2 separate regions of the Rattus norvegicus genome follow, and region 2 is linked to region 1. A link is a contact called in public Hi-C data. All regions are on one chromosome and are shown on one strand. The core of a region is the stretch at or near the end of the contact, and the rest is flanking DNA. Distances in the headings are between cores, read along the strand shown. Region 1 overlaps Adarb1 (adenosine deaminase, RNA-specific, B1). Region 2 overlaps Col18a1 (collagen type XVIII alpha 1 chain).

What was found. A called contact is a pair of places that touch in the nucleus more often than the background predicts.
Region 2: a Hi-C map of the A7r5 cell line shows a contact between it and region 1, with 4 times the contacts expected there. The contact joins two enhancer-like sites. A contact is called at or near these places in 7 of 12 Hi-C or Micro-C datasets (the A7r5 cell line, Schwann cells, frontal cortex and 4 more).

What each region holds. Positions count from the first base shown.
Region 1 is chr20:11,297,999-11,301,538 of GRCr8, reverse strand. All of the region lies in intron 2 of Adarb1 (adenosine deaminase, RNA-specific, B1), which reads right to left. Among named protein-coding and RNA genes, the nearest start is that of Trnaa-agc36, 59 kb to the left of the region's middle. Within about 2 kb of position 1,433, at least 6 of the 93 cell types and tissues checked have an H3K27ac peak or open chromatin away from gene starts, as enhancers often do. A contact at or near this core is called in the A7r5 cell line and Schwann cells, where this site is marked.
Region 2 is chr20:11,502,736-11,506,589 of GRCr8, reverse strand. All of the region lies in intron 2 of Col18a1 (collagen type XVIII alpha 1 chain), which reads right to left. Among named protein-coding and RNA genes, the nearest start is that of Col18a1, 31 kb to the right of the region's middle. Within about 2 kb of position 1,864, at least 12 of the 93 cell types and tissues checked have an H3K27ac peak or open chromatin away from gene starts, as enhancers often do. A contact at or near this core is called in the A7r5 cell line and Schwann cells, where this site is marked.

The sequences.
Region 1 (3,540 bases), core at 184-2,683:
TTGCCGAGATAGAACCGCAGGTACTAATGGCCTCGGAAGCCCAGGGCCAGCATCTCCTCTGGGCACCCCAGATCCGCACACGTAAGCGGCATCTCATCTGCGGCACCTGCCCAGCCGCCAGCCTACAAACCCCATGAAGAGCTCAGAGCTTGGTCTCTGTCTGTGACATAAACCCCAGCACTTCCCAGGGCACACGAGGTGGGTCTACAATCAGGGCGCCCTCATTCCTGATCACATCTGTGCTCACTGGACCGAGGGGCCTTGGGAGAGCACATCAGTCACGTCTGCTTCTTGTGTGCCAAGTCTATACACACTTGACAGTGTTTGGCTGCAAACTGAGGTCCTTAACCTGGAAGGGGTTCTAAGCGGAAAGGATCAAAGGGCAAGGCAGGGTCAGACACAGTTTAAACAGTGTGTTCCAGGTACCTTTCCTTTATCTTCGCTGGAGGACATAAATTCTCTGCTGTTCAGGTCTCTCTCTAGCAGATACCAGTCAGAGTCTGAGGTATGCAGGGTGGTGGCTGGTGGGGGTGCTGGAGTCTGACCCGGCTTGATCAGTGGCACGCCTTCCTCATGGAGAGAGTGTGCGTGGGGGGTTGCAGGCCACACTGAGTGGGACCTTGAGATTTAGCGCCCAAATGGCCTGCATACAGTGAGTGCTCCTGTCAATTTAAATAGATTTCAGCAAGAAGCCAGGCCAGCAGAGCCTGCAGTCGCGCTTCTTCATGCCCCTGGCCTGTGACTATTTTTGGTGAGTTAGGAAATTGATGATGATAGAACCCTGGACAGTGCTGACCACAGTCAGCAGACCCAGACGGCTGTACCTGCCATGTGATCTCAAGATCCCTGACTCTGGCTGATTATCTCAGGAAAATTCCAATAATCCCTAAATGAATGCATTCGCATCACACTTCAACTTGTTTTCGGTTATGTTCCAGATACACATGTAAATGGAGCTTAAATTTATGAGCATAATGACCCAAAATGAGGTAATAAACCCGAGTTCCACCTGTGTAGTTAGAGAAACCAAATCCAGCCCATTCTCTTTAGGAAGAACATTTACTGTAACCAAATGATAAAACAGAGTATAAAATACTTAGCATGTAGTTTAAAACCTCACAATAAGTTAAAGCTATATTCAGAAAAATTTTAACAAGTATGAATATTAGACACATGAAATCTAGAATATTCTGCTTATATTTAATTAGTTCTCCTTCCCACGGGACAACTAAACAGAGCAAAGCCACAGAAAATGTTTCTAAAACTGCATTTTCAATATTAGCATTTACACTGGGAATTGGCATTACTGAGATTTATTCTGGACCCAATTTCTGTAACATTCCAAGTGTGACTCAGTATTTCAGTTGCTAAACTGGAATGTGTTGCTGCCACGGATGCGTCCTCTCTGAGAGGAGCTCTTGCCCTGCCATCAAGGCCCTCCCTTGTGCCTTGAAGCTGCCAGCTTCACAAATGCAATGAGACATACATCATATCTGCCACAGCACATTCCAGAAAATCTGAGCTATCTACCCACTTTTGTGTGTGTGTGTGTGTGTGTGTGTGTGTGTGTGTGTGTGTGTGTACTTGTACGTGTGTGGAAAGTTGTCAGTGGCAACTTTCTACACTTGAGGCCCTCTCATAGCTGACGTCACACACAAGATTTCATATGGTCCATTCCAGAGCAAGCCTTCAGCCTGACAGTCAAGGGCACCATTGTTACTACTGAAACTACTGAAACATATAAAGCTCTGATGCTGGGATGCAGAAGCTCCCTGTGGGCCCTTGTTAAGATAGGTGGGCAGATACAGAGACGGGTTAGTGGCACTCCACCCCACACCCCAACCCTTGCCTTGTTCTTCATCTCTCAAAAGATCCCCTCTGTCTGAACTCAAGCTGAGGCTAAGGGGAAGGCTCCTTGACAGCATCTCGGGGCTCATGGCCAGCTGTCCTCTTCACACTGAGCAGGGAAGGATGCTCTGAGTCTCGGGATTATTTTCCGTCAGCACTCAGAGTACGTGCTTCTGCTGAGCTGGAGTCTCCTCTACGATGTGCCCAACCCCCCCTCATTTCTCCACCCTGGAAACCAGGCAGAAGAGGATGGCTTCAGATCGAGGCACCCGATGATGGCCTTTGGATATGTGCAGAAGAGCTGGGAGCAGACTAAAGATGCTCTCACGTTTGAGGCAAACGAAAGACTCAGAGAGGAAGCAAAAGGACGGGACACAGACATGGGACCTTACGCATACAATGTGGTGGTGATCGTGGGGGAATCTGGCAAAGGAGCACCTCTGAATTTCGGCTCACCCCAGCCTACATGGTGGCTGGCAACTGACTCCTGATCAGACGTTAATGGGTCTTACAGTCTGACCATGCCAAAGGCTCCTCTCAGGCCTTGTCAGAAGCATCTGCCTGGCCAGCACCAGGACTAAACAGCTTTCCTTCTCATGAGACTTTCTGCAGTGCACACAAGCTAACCACTGTTTGTCCTGTGGGGGGCAGAGCAGCCACACAGTAAATGAAGGAGGGAGGGAGAAAAATCACCGAAAATGTATTGTCACAGTTCAACAAGCAGCTTGTCACTACAATTTCACCACAGAACTAAAAATTTAAAAGCATGTATTTTTTTTTTTGGCCCAATTGATAAGATATGATTGCCCTCCTAAACATACAAAGCCCAATACACATCCATCTCTTTAAAACATTCGTAACAACCTATAAAGATACAATGTGGAATCTTAACATCACCTGCCATATTGTCCTGCCACAGCTTCTCTCTAAAAGCATGTATTATCCTGGTCTTAGAAAAACACAATTCATTACACACAATCTTAAAGTATTTCAAAAGCTCACACTTCCGATCTTAAGTAACTATGGTGTAACTACATGTCCAGCCTTCACAGCCTCCGTGGCTTTAGACGTGTTTGCTTCTTCAGTTTCACAGACGTATTATAAACCACCAAGAGCATGTGCTACTACTATACACAGTCACGCTGCTCAGTAACCGACAGTGAGCTGATTTAGAAGCCTGGCTGGAGGCAAAGTACCATCCTATACAGGCCTAGCTGTAGCTGGGTGATGCTCTACTCTTTAAGATGCTAGTCCGAAGAAGGCATCTCACAGCAGAGCTTTCCCTGCAGCTGACACAGCTCCACAGTACTTAGGAAGGTTCCCGAGCTGGGACTGCAGGGAATCCAAAGACTGTGGTCAAAACTAGGCTGGGATGTGCCAACATTCTCCCAGCTAGGTGGCTCAGGCTGAGGGTCTGCAGAACAAGTGGCATTTCTAAACTGGGCTAATGGACCAGCACTCCCCATACTTTTGCTTCTGTGCTCTTGACTGGCATTGTGACTTCCTATCTTACAAAACTCGACTGAAGGTACAAAGGCGAGCAGGATTGGACTCTTCTAAGAGGACAGCAAGGAGGAAATAAATCGGGTTTGAGCTTCCCTTTGTTCTATCTATATGGTAGTAAAAACAGCACACGCACTTTGCCCACTAGGGCGTAGGGACCGTGATGTCCTTCTGATATACCCCAACGTT
Region 2 (3,854 bases), core at 615-3,114, 200 kb before region 1:
GCAGGTGAGTTTGAGGCCAGCCTGGTCTACTGTGTGAGTTCCAGGACAGCTAGGGCTACAAAGAGAAACCCTGACTTAAGAAGGTGAGGAGAGGGGCTGGGGATTTAGCTCAGTGGTAGAGCGCTTACCTAGGAAGCGCAAGGCCCTGGGTTCGGTCCCCAGCTCCGAAAAAAAAAGAACCAAAAAAAAAAAAAAAAAAAAAGAAGGTGAGGAGAAGGAGGAGGATGAGGAGGAGGAAGAAGAGGAAGAGGGAGAGGAGGAAGAGGGAAAACAGGAGGAAGGAAGGAAAAAAGAGGAAGAAGAGGGGGAGGAGGAAGAAAGGAAGGAGAAAACAAAAAAAGACCAAAAAAGAAAAGAAAAGAAAACAAACAGAAAAACTACTAAGGGAGCATGAGCGGAAACAGGGTACCAACAGAAAAATATCTAAGACGCCCTCAGCGGGCTTTCCCTGTCTTCTTCCAGTTGTAGGGAAAGAGAGAAATCAATGCCAAGAATGAGGCCAGGAAGAGCAGGGGGGGAACATAGAGGGCTTTGCTGTCATTGAAGCATTAAAGGTGACGTCCGTGCGCACCTGAGACTACCTGCACACTGCCAATCCTTCAGGCAGAGGTACCTGCTGGCCGGCCCATGCCAGAGCCAACATCGGGTCTGGGGCTTTTCTCATTCCCCAGCCTTTTCTGTAGTCTCTTACCTCTCCCTTAGCAAGTTCCTCACAGCACTGGTATCCCAACGTTGTCAGTATGCCCCAGGATTCAGCCTCTGGTCCCCTCCTCCTTCTGAGATCCCCAAACTAGCCCCAGGGAGTGCCAAGACCTCTCCCCACAGGCCTGAGAGCTACTAGGATCTGAAGAGCCCACAGCATCTCCCATAGGAGAAGGAAACTGTTACCTCCCAGAGCTACTCCCGAGGGCTGCCCACGTGGAGTCAAAAAGAAACGCTACTCACTCAACAGAGGCTGGGGATGCTCACCTGGGTTTACAAACCACCCTCTCCAGAGCTCCCCAGAGAGAGTCTGTTTAAGGATCAGGTGGGGGGGGGGGGGAGAACACACATATGACAGCTGGTGGTGAAAAATTCCCATGGTCAGATCGAGGGTAGAGGTCCTTGACTGCAGCCTGGGGACCCATTGCTGGTTTTGCATGGCCAGAAGAAAGACTAACCTTCCCCTGAGTGAGGGACCACGCTGTGCCTGGGCCCATGGCCAACACTCTATTCTCACTTCCTACACTGCCATCAGACTCTTTGAAAAATTTGAGATGACCCCCAAGTCCAGTTGAGTATGTTGCTAAGATCACAGCAGGGCTTGGCGGGAGACAAAGGTCCCTGGTTCTGGAAGACACTGTCACCTCTGGACCCCAGCCTGACCCACTTCCTCCCAGTGGCAGCTCAGAAACCCACCTGTGGCCCGCCAAGCCATACCTGGCAACCGGTTGGTTTCCTGGCTTTTCACCAGCTGTCTCACCGGGTGGCACGTGGTCAAGTAACACAATAAATTCTACCCAGAATCTACGGAATGCAATTAGCAAAGAGCAGAGATGCCAAAAAAAAAAAAAAAAAAAAAAACAGTGCAACAGGGCGGGGCCAAGACATCCACCCCCTCCCCCAAACTCCTGCAGCCTGGAGGCCAGGTGGGTGATTCAGCCAGCACAGCCTTGGCACCCCAAATCACCTTCCCACCAGCTCTGAGCTACTGATGACACAGGGAAAGATGTGGGTGGGTGACCCAGGCTCTCACTCAAACATTTCCCAGAGCCTTTCTCTGGGTTCCACCCACTCCGCTGAGATTACCGAACCCCATACAGACCATGATTCACTCCACGGGACTTAGCGCTGAGCTGCCAAGGTGAGTAACATCTGAAATCCCTTCAAAGTCAGGCTCTGGCATCCTGCAGTGTGCCAGCCTCCGTGTGTCCACTAAGGAGGAACCCCAGGGAAACACTGGATCAGCCAAGATTGGTCAGGACGTGGTCTCAGACTAGGTGGCGGCCACCAGAGGGAGCCACAGACCCGGCATTTCTTAGCCACTTGCAAGCTTTTCTAAGGAGCTCTTCCTGGGATGATACTGTATCAGGAAAGAAACTTATATACAGTAATTCAAAGTGAGAGAATAACTTCTCAACTTCTCAGTCCCCATAACCAGTACACAGCACCTCCTCTGTCCACACCTCTGTGCGCTCTCTCTCTCTCTCTCTCTCTTTCTCTCTCTCACATACACACACACACACACACACACACACACACACACACACACACACACACACACACACACAAGCCTGTCCCCTTCTGTGCCCTGCTTTACAGAGGACCTCATCAGGTCACCCTAGGGGGAAGGTGTGTGGCAGCTTCAGTCCCACCAGCAGCCTCTAAGCCTCCTCTCTGTCTGCATCACCAGGTGCTTGTCTGGTCCAGCACCATACAGCTACCAACAGATGATGTTGTACTCTCTCCTGGTGGGTAGCAGTTCCCTTTGCATGTAATGTAAACTCTAAGAACGGGGTGTCGGGGTGATGGGTAGAGACCCCAAGTCACAGAGATGCTCCTATGCCCTCTGCTCTATGTGGGGAGTGGATTTTCCCCCTACACCAATGCTGGAGATGAACCCACGTCTCCCGCCCATCCAATCAGGTAAATTCTCTCTGAGTGGCCACAGCTCAGCCCTGTCCTATGGGTCGAAAATGATCCATTTTGTCTTTACCTCTGTGAGCTTAGCAGAATACCCAAGATGCCTGTCGTCCTTAGAAACTATGATGGCTGTGCCTCCTGTCAAGGGTTAATCTGCAGGTGAATGTAAAAGACACTGCCAGAGTTTTCACTCTGGAAGCCAGGGATAAAGTAGCCTAACCCCCAGCCCCTGGGGTTCTCTTAGGAAGAAGAGAAGGGGTTCGGCCTGAGGGACTCCCTACCATGCTAGTCTTGGGAGCGGAAACACAAGAATTACAGGGGTGAGTGGCTTCCAGATTATAGGAAAGCCAGAATGGTTTTCCCAGCAGGAACTTGCCTGTTAAATTTCCTGACTACTGTAGCCAGTTGGACACATTTCCTGCTTCCAACTGGGTTCTACCGATAAACGGGTCTTAAGCCAAGGACTCATGGCAGCTTATTAAAGCAGCTTCAGGAAGCCCAGTCTTACCTGTGGCTGTTCGAGCTTCCTTTGAAACCTTGACCCATCTCTGGAATCCAGAGTTTCTGTGTATGCCCCGACCCCTCACTGCACCCACCACTGTGCATCCCTCTACCTCCTGGCTGTCTTCTGAGGCCTCATCTGTAAGGTCTTCCTTGTGTGCGGCCCTAGTAAAATCTTAAATGAGATTTCAGTGTTTCTTGGATTTCCTGTCTGTCTCTGGACTCTAGGTTCCAGCTTCTATGATCTTAGGAAGGGCTGGTCCTACCTGCCTCACGTTATTGACAAATAATCCTGTAAAATTCGGTAAAACTGTCTTGGCCATGCCAAGTAGCCATAAAAGTTCCGAGCCTGTCGACATCTCATATTTATCTTTGAACAAGCGCTTTGTGGGACTGCCCCAGCCCTGGACCCCACCCCGAGGAGCCTTAGGTTCCCATCTGGAAATCAGCTTCTCAGGTCAGCAAAGAGCATCTTCCAGCTGCAGACAAATCCGCTCATGCCGTTCTGCCAACAAGTTGTTCTCTGAAAGAACTGGAAGGCGGCTTCATCCCACGTGAATCACAGGAGCCGTGGGCTGGCCCCACACAGAGGCCTCCGAAGCATGCAGAGATCAGCACCCATCAAAGGACCATGGTTGGGGTTCCACCCCAGAAACCCGCCTTCCCTTTGCCGGGGAGAAGCTGCCTACACATAATACCAAAGCCCAAGGGGCATGCTTTCTAAAGTGTGT